Linked DNA regions of Mus musculus: all the other regions are linked to region 2. The links are chromatin contacts, called in public HiCAR-type and promoter capture Hi-C maps. All regions are on one chromosome and are shown on one strand. The core of a region is the stretch at or near the end of the contact, and the rest is flanking DNA. Distances in the headings are between cores, read along the strand shown. Region 1 holds the start of Kcna3 (potassium voltage-gated channel, shaker-related subfamily, member 3). Region 2 holds the start of Mov10 (Mov10 RISC complex RNA helicase). Region 3 holds the start of Strip1 (striatin interacting protein 1).

The links. Promoter capture Hi-C pulls out the DNA fragments that hold promoters and counts their contacts. HiCAR-type assays count read pairs that join an accessible place to other places.
Region 1: a contact with region 2 is called in a HiCAR-type map of astrocytes, with 4 times the contacts expected there. The contact joins the promoter of Kcna3 here to the promoter of Mov10 in region 2. A contact is called at or near these places in 1 of 39 promoter capture datasets (pre-B cells) and 1 of 115 datasets of contacts at active chromatin or transcription factors (astrocytes).
Region 3: a contact with region 2 is called in a promoter capture Hi-C map of liver, with 4 times the contacts expected there. The contact joins the promoter of Strip1 here to the promoter of Mov10 in region 2. A contact is called at or near these places in 2 of 39 promoter capture datasets (hippocampal neurons and liver).

What each region holds. Positions count from the first base shown.
Region 1 is chr3:107,034,904-107,037,708 of GRCm38.p6, reverse strand. It overlaps Kcna3 (potassium voltage-gated channel, shaker-related subfamily, member 3), which reads right to left and starts at 1,547. Exons shown (of 1, transcript NM_008418.2): 1 at 1-1,547. The coding sequence starts at 1,286.
Region 2 is chr3:104,816,810-104,819,619 of GRCm38.p6, reverse strand. Mov10 (Mov10 RISC complex RNA helicase) reads left to right here and starts at 1,315. Exons shown (of 20, transcript NM_008619.2): 1 at 1,315-1,684. The coding sequence starts at 1,548.
Region 3 is chr3:107,630,252-107,633,038 of GRCm38.p6, reverse strand. Strip1 (striatin interacting protein 1) reads left to right here and starts at 1,329. Exons shown (of 21, transcript NM_153563.2): 1 at 1,329-1,538. The coding sequence starts at 1,359. Gm10961 (a long non-coding RNA gene) reads right to left here and starts at 1,438. Exons shown (of 3, transcript XR_375960.3): 1 at 1,037-1,438; 2 at 1-112.

The DNA.
Region 1 (2,805 bases), core at 298-2,797, 2.2 Mb before region 2:
ACTGGCAATGCAATGGTCAAGACACCTGCGATGGCACAAAGAGAGCCCACAATCTTGCCTCCTATGGTCACTGGGTGCATATCACCATAACCAACAGTTGTCATGGTTACTACTGCCCACCAGAAGGCATCCGGGATACTGTTAAAACCCGAAGAAGGGTCGTCTGCCTCAGCAAAGTAGACTGCACTGGAGAAAAGGATGACCCCAATGAAGAGGAAGAATATGAGCAGCCCCAGCTCCCGCATGGAAGCCTTCAGCGTCTGTCCTAGGATCTGCAGCCCCTTAGAATGGCGGGAGAGCTTGAAGATGCGGAAAACCCTTACTAGGCGGATGACTCTCAGGATGGCCAGCGACATGGCCTGCTGCCCATTACCTTGTCGTTCAGCCAGCTCAGTGCCCAGAGTGATAAAATAAGGAATGATGGCCACAATGTCTATCAAGTTCATGATATTTCTGGAGAAGGTGGCTTTACTGGGGCAAGCAAAGAACCGCACCAGAAGCTCAAAGGAGAACCAGATGATGCACAAGGTCTCCACCACGAAGAAGGGGTCCGAGAAGCTGGAGGCTCCAGAAGGGGCCCCCGACGTGCTGTTGTTGGCAGCCTCAAACACGTCCTGCGACGGGGAGGCGGGATAGTCTTTCTCATCGCGAAACTCGGGAAGCGTCTCCAAGCAGAAGATGACAATGGAGATGAGAATGACCAGCACTGACACAATGGCAATGCCCCGGGCCGGCCCGGAGCTCTCCGGATATTCGAAGAGCAGCCACACCTGGCGCTGGAAGTCACGGCGGGGCAGGGGTCGCTCCTCCTCCCGCAGGAAGCCCTCATCCTCACGGAACTTTTCCATGGCCTCCTCACCCAGCTGGTAAAAGCGGATCTCCTCGGAGAAGATGTCGATGGGCACGTTGACCGGCCGGCGAATGCGGCCCCCGGACTGGTAGTAGTAGAGGATGGCGTCGAAGCTGGGTCGGTTGCGGTCGAAGAAGTACTCATTGCGGAGTGGGTCAAAGTACCGCATGCGCCGCTTGGGGTCGCCCAGCAGTGTCTCGGGGAACTGGCAGAGGGTCTTGAGCTGCGTCTCGAAGCGCAGCCCAGAGATGTTGATGACCACACGCTCGCCGCAGCAATCTTGCTCGCCCGCGGCGGGCAGCGCGGGTGGCAGTGGCTCGTAGCGGTCGCAGCCGCCACCGCCGCCGCCACTGCCACAGCCTCCCTGAGGCGGGTCCCCGCCACCGCCTCCCGCCGCCTCTGGCTCCAGCAGGTGGTCCCCGGGCACCACGGTCATGTCTGGCGGCAGCTCGGCGTGGCCGGGGCTCTGCAGGATGCGCGCGCCGCCTCCTGCGGGGTCCGGTGCAGGGTGGGCGCGGTGATGGGTGGAGGGCTGCGGCGGTCGAGCGCGGGAGGCGGCGGTGCTTTCCTTCCCTGCTGGCGGCTGCCGGCCCGAGTCGCTCCTCCTGGAGCTCCCCGCCCCACCGCCGCCTCTGCCCTACGAGCCCGGCCCCGCCGCCTGTTGCTGCGGCTGCCGCGAGGCTCTGTCTGGGCTGGCGCGGCCCGCGGGGCTGCACGGTCCAGACGCCTCCTCCTCCCTCCTCCGCACCCCTCCCCGCGGGGCGCGCGCCCGCCTCTCTGCCACCGCCCCCGGGTTTCCCGCCCACCGCGCGCGCGCGCTCCGCTTCCCGCTTGCCACCCTTGTTCCTCGACCTTCTTTGTCACTGGATCGCCGCCAACTTGCACCCCACTCCCCAGACTCCGCGGAACCCCTACCCAGCCACGCTGGCCTTGGAGGAACCCGGCCGCCTGACCTCGTTCCTGGGCTCTGCTTGCTCGCTCCTGGTCAGCGCGCGTTCCCTTCCCGCGCGTGGTCGAGACCTAATCTCAGGGCTGTTATACCCACGCAAGGACCACACCTCATCCCTCGAAGGGAGGCCTCCTGGCCCTTGACACTTTGCCAAGAAGGGCAAGTTCCACTAGAGTAGGTAACAAAAAGTCCCAAGCAAAGGAGGCATCCAGGCATCCAGACCCTGAATGTCTTGGGAGGAGGGGCTGCAGGCTAGGTTGTCTGGGCTAGTGCAGGATAGGATAGTCTGGGGCCAGCATCCGGATTTAGAGGGGTAGAATAATGCTAAAACCTGGGTGTTGGTGCAGTAAACGATATTTTTGGACAGGAAGCAATGGGTTAATGGGTAACATGGGGTCTCAAGTCTTCCCAGCAGTCTAAAAAGAGGGTCCTTAAAGGCATCTGGAGACCTCATTTTTATAATGGTTAGCTCAGTGCGGGCAGAATCAGGGGCAAGTTTCTGGTTGGGATTAGTGAGGGCAGTGGAAAAAAATAAGAGGGAATGGTAAAGAAAATTCACCACACCTTACTGTGTGACGAACAGGCCCAATACCTAGCGTTTAATTAACACAATGATACCTGCCCTTGCAGTAGGGAACTCGAGAAAGTGTATTTTAGCTGTTAATGTGGGAAAGCCTTCATTTTGCAGATTGTGCCTCTCTTGCTTGATATGGGCCTACAGAAAATATTATCTCCCTTAAACTGTTTCTCTAAATTGTGCTGGTTGCTTTAAACATAATTTCTGTTCCCAGACATTTAGCTACCCCAAGTATAAGTACCAGAGTTACAAAATTCTGTTACCCCCTTGAATCATTGCAATCGTTTGCAAAAGAGGAACTATTGTCTAGACATTCACTCATTCCATGAAGTTAGCTGAAAATTCAGTTTGATGTAAGAGTGATCTGTCGTCATGTTTTTCTTACCCCCTCTCCCAACTACTAAACTATGATAAAGAGGGCTTGCCCAA
Region 2 (2,810 bases), core at 66-2,565:
AAATGATAAAGAATAGCAATTTTGTTTTTGAGACTGTCCTGCTGTGTAACCCAAAGTGGCTCAGACTCTTAGTAGACCTTCCTCAGACTCTCAAGAAGTGGGATTACAGGCTTGGACCACTGTGCCCCAAAACAACAGTACTTTTTAGAAGTCTATTATCTTCTCTGAGCCTGCATCATATAAAGTGGATGGGAAGGTCTGGAGGTGTTAAGCATCTGGCTACTCCTAGTTTTTCCCTCGAGTTTACATCAATTTCTAGGACGTAAGATTTCCCTGTTCCTGTAGTCTCCATTCCTGACTGCATAGCATACTCTTGGCTTAGGAGTAGTTAACCAAGGGGGAACTTGACCCTGTTCAGGGCATTCCCTACCCTGGGTTAGACTGTTGCTGCCTATAAGGAACCTTGGAGAACAGTAACTTTGATACATGTGGAATTCTGGTAGATTAAGCCTTTCTCACTTTCTCATTGTAGTGTGTATGGGGTTTGTTTGTTTTGGGTTTTGTTTTTGTTTTTTAGTTTCATTCCAGGGGATAAATAGGTGCAGAAGGCTTGTTTTACATTTGTTGTTATAGTAGCCCCACCCCTTAGTTTGCCTAAGCATATTGGTCTACTTCTTTTCCTGGTACTAATGTTGTCAGTGTTAACCATTTATTGCCTAGCACGCCTGGCTCTCTAGGTGCTAATGTTTTTTTGACTGGCTGGGCAATCATGATTTACTGCCAATAAGTAGTGAAGAGTAACACAAACCGAGTGCCCAAATGCATAGCTCAAGAGCAAGAATCTCCAACCTTGAAGTATTATGAAGCCTGTGTGACCCAGAAAAGCAAGGACTGGGTCTTGGCAGAAGCTCTTGTCCCTCTCTCCCACACGCACACCCCTTTATCTATAGAGACACTTGCTCTCCCTCCATCCATTCCCCACACACACACACACACACACACAACTTTGACTTCTGCCTTCCTCTGTATCAGAAAGCCAGAGGAGGGAGGGAATGGGGGAGGGGGCGTGCCGCTCGCTTCCGTACTGGTTTATGTCCCTGGCAGTCTGGGGGAGGTGCTGGACGAGCGGCCCCAGTCCAGCTGCAGCCGACCCATGTCCGGGGCTCTGCCCTTTGCTCTGCAGCTTTTCTATGTCCCGAGGCTCTGGAGAGTGGGCGTGGGAGTAGCCCTAGCTGAGGCTCCAAGGTCCTCCGGGCTGTTTAGGGGGCCCCAGGCGATATCCACGTTCGGATCCTGGCTCGCTGCCAGGGGAGGGAGCTCGGGGTAAGGGGAGGGCCCTGAGGGAGGGGTCAGACTCCTTAGGAAAGAGTTAATGTGAAGGGGGGGAGGGGATAGGACGAAGAGACCGAAAGGAAGGCTCAGGTAGGAGAAGGACGGAGGAGGGGAGGCAGTCGGGGAGAAGGTGGCTGGCCGGAGCAGACGTCAGAGGTAGGGGGCTTTTCCCCTTTGCACCCTCACCCCAGACCAGCCAACTCTAAACCGCGGCGGCGACTTTCAGTTTCATTTCCGCGGACCCTCCTGCCTGGGCCGCAGCCGCCGCCGCCGCGATGCCTAGCAAGTTCAGCTGCCGAAAGCTCCGGGAGACCGGCCAGAGGTTCGAGAGTTTTCTGGCCGAACGTGGACTGGACCTGGAGACAGATCGTGAGCGGCTGCGGACGATTTACAACCACGACTTCAAGCCCAGGTACGGGCCGGCCCACCACGGGCCCCAAGACGCGGGGCCAGCGCCCCGGGTGGTGGGGCCACCTTCCCGCCGCGGGTGCACAGGGATGCAGCCCGGGGCCGATCAGGCCGGTCCGGTCCTGGCAGACCTACTCCGTCGTCTGCCCACGCCCAGCCAGCGCCACCCGTAGCCCGCCCGCTCTGCACAGCCCAGCCCGGCGGGGAGGGGTCGGTGCCCACGCGCGGCTCGCGGTGGTCGGGGCTCGATGGTGGGGGAGGGGAGTCCCACAGGGAAGGCGCTGCAGGCGCGGGCCAAGCGGGGATCCCCGCCCCCTTGTTAAGGGAGGACTGCCTGCAGGGTCCACGCTGCGGGAGAGCTGAAGAGGCCCAGGGTAGGCGGGAGAATCTCGGGGAGCTTTAGGGAGAAAAGAACACAAACTGCGTAGGCAATCAAACCTCCCTTAGCACCTGTGGCTTCTCCATGGAGACTCGGGGCCAGGGACAGCCTCCTAGAGGCCCCTTTTCCCTATGGCTGAAGATATTTGGTTTCCTTTTCCTGTTACCACCCAAGTAAAAAAATCAAAGAGACTTCTGTCAAACCATAGACGAACACCTCTAGCAACAGGCTGCTGCTATGGATGGAAGCCGGAGAAGCAATTTAGCTGGGATGAGTGTAAAGAGGTGCACTAGTAAGCAGGGGAATGGGATTGGGCCTTAACAGATTTTGAGAGATTTGCCTTGCAACTGACCAAAATGCTAGTATGGGTGAGATATGGCTGCTGTTACGTGATTTGGGGCGAGTTTTAGACGGAATTAATAATGATAGTGTAGCTTGAGGCTAGGGGAGAAGGTAGGAGTCCGCGTTAACCAGAATATTACTGTTATTCATGAACATGTCTTAAAAGGAACATTAAAAGGGTTGAGTGGCTTCTTGAAATAGAGGCAAAGACCTGTATTATGCTCTACCCTGTGCTGGGTACTGTGGGAACACACAGATGAAAACTATGCAGTACGCAAGGTATGATATGCATACAGCATAGTCTATAGTATGCCATACAACAGGCTGAAATGACGCCTGGGATGGTAAGGAAAATGCTGAAGGAAGGTAAAGAGCACTTAGCACAGGATGGATAGTCAACAAGTCTCCA
Region 3 (2,787 bases), core at 80-2,579, 2.8 Mb before region 2:
GGGGATGCTGTGTTCTGTGAGGCTTTGCCACTCCTGATGTCTAGAGGGTTGAGGCCAGTGACCAAGAGTCTTGTACCTGCTTCTTGGGGAGGGAGGTTTCTGGAGGAGGACACTGTAAAAAGTAACATTAAAACCATCTTGGTTACTCCTATGTGTTTGGCACTCAGACGTGACGGAGAATGAGGTGAGAGGCCACCATTTTTGGATGATTGCTCTTTGAGTCAATACAGATGTGAGCAGGTAATTCAGAGTAAACGAGACAGCTACAAAATGAAGGCAGAAAAGCAAGAGCCACTTCTAAGGGATTATTAAACACACCCTCATTTCCCCATGATTTCTCTGTTATATTTTCAATTTCAGTTTTATTTATTCATTTGTTTATCTCCCCCATGTGAATGTAAACTCCACGAAGACTAGAATCCTATTTTTGTTCATTATTATATCCTTAAAAGTATTTGTCAGTGGCTTGAGGACAGATACAACTTCATACTGTTATCCTTAGCCCCCAAGAGTCTCTCTCTCTCTCTCTCTCTCTCTCTCTCTCTCTCTCTCTCTCTCTCTCTCTCTCTCTTTCTCTGTCTCTCTCTCTCTCTGTCTCTCTTCACTTCAAGTTCAAGACAGGGTTTCTCTGTATAGTCCTGGCTGTCCCGGAACTCACTTTGTAAACCAGGCTGGCCTCGAACTCAGAAATCTGCCTGCCTCTGACTCCCAAGTGCTGGGATTAAAGGCGTGCGCCACCAACGCCCGGCTTTTTCCCCTGTTTTGATAAGTGAGATTATTAACGTGGCTCCAGAGGTGTCTTGGATGGAGTTATAATCTGATAAGTAAAACCAGGAGTCCCCAGGGTTGCACAAGGTGTTTCTTACAGAGTCCTACTGACTTGGAGGTTTTTCAGCTGGAAGGTTAGAGAAAAGCCACAACCAGTTGTTAATTGTACAGAAATTCTTTGCTAGGAAAACGTGTCAACTAGACCCATGAGTCAGGAATTGCTTTCTTTAATGATGTCTCCCTAATTTCCCCTTTCATCCTGCCTCACCTTGAACAGGGAGGGCTCTAAAGACAGGCAAAGCGATGATAGACAACGAATTAAAGTGTTAAGTCTCATGGATAAAAAAGACATCTAAAGGGATTCCTGCGAGCCCAGCCGCACGTCTCCGGCTTAGTTCCACGGGAAGGAGGGAGGGGAAACTAAATGACAAAGCCAGGAAAGACCTTGGGAGGTGATTGGCAGTTGCGGCTTTCGACACACGCAGCCACACTGAATATGGCGATTGGGGAAATTTCCTGGAGGAAATCACGCGAGAGTTGCCTGACGGGAGGCCGTCCGCGAATTGAGCCGGGGGTGTGGAGCAGCCAAGATGGAGCCGGCAGCCGCCGGTCCCGGCCCTCTGATTGTGAACAACAAGCAGCCGCAGCCGCCACCTCCTCCGCCGCCTGCCACCGCGCAGCCTCCTCCTGGGGCGCCGAGGGCCGCCGGAGGCCTCCTGCCGGGGGGCAAAGCCCGCGAGTTCAACCGCAACCAGCGCAAAGACTCGGAGGTCAGAGCTGCAGGGGGGCGAGGCTGGCACCGGGCGGGTGACAGAGGGGGTCCCGGGAGACCGGGGCGGCATCCGGGCCCAGCCGGGCTTCCCGACGGCTTGACAGGGACCCTGGGAGCTGTCACTTTACCGGGAACCGTGCAGTTAGCTAGGCTGGCAGCCGCCACAGCCCCGGGGAGGAAAGCCCGGAGCCCTGTCACCAACTCTGCTGCGGCCGGGGGAAGAAGGTCCCCGAGCCGGGGATGGCCGGTCGCCCCCGGGGGCGTGGCCTGAGGCACAGCCCTCCTGGGGTGCAAAATCGGTGGTCTGCTGGCTGGTTAGCCCCTCATCCTTTCCGGCCTCTGATCTTAGCAGGGTGGTGGGCCACGCCAGTTGGCAGCGAAGGGACCCAGGAGAGTTTAGCGGGCGCTTAGAACAGGGCTTCTCTCTCTAGTGCTGCTTGGCCGGCCCCAGGTTGTGTGAGTAGCAGAGAGAGCACATTGTGGCTTCCCTCCGAATTTTAGTCAGCGCTGGATCAAACCGCGGCCAGACATTGCCAAGTATTTTTGCATGCCCAGTGAGCCCAGTTGCTGAGCTGTGAAGGGATCAGAAGTACACAAAGGGCGCCGGATTCTCCTCCTTGCTAGTGAGCTGCGATTCCCTTTGCCCGCGCTGTCTGGAGCTATTCACCTCGCCCCAAGTTAAAATTCCTCCCACTGCTTCCGTTTGCAGAATTCATGAATGAACACACACCCGTCTCGTCGCAGCATTTCAGGGCTTCCTCATCAGCACATTCATTCCCAGAGCGCTTACTACGCAATCTCCTCCACCTGAGACAACTTCCAGTGTGATGAACAGCCAGGCACTTACCGAGAGGGAATTCCTCAAATTCAAATTTGATGCTTCAGCTAGTACCAGATACTAAAGATAGTGTCTTTAAGCCTAAGAAATCAGTTCCCTCCAAACATTTTGTTGTTGTCGCAGGCTCAAATTCTGATAACTTATGTCACAAAGGAACAAGCCCAGAGTTGAGAGGATGAGTTTAGAGTGGCTTTTTTGAAAAAGATGGACCTTTTAGGAGCCTTTTGTTGTGGAATGATGGGTGATCAGTGGCTACTTCTCAGTGATCTCTTAAGTACGAAGGAGTATGGAAGTTAAGTTTGTAAGACCTTTAATGACCAGACTTGTCCAGGTTTTCTGAAGAGAACCCTGAGAATTGAACTACACCTTCAAATTTCTCTTTTTAAATGTTTGAGTGGACTGGAGAGAT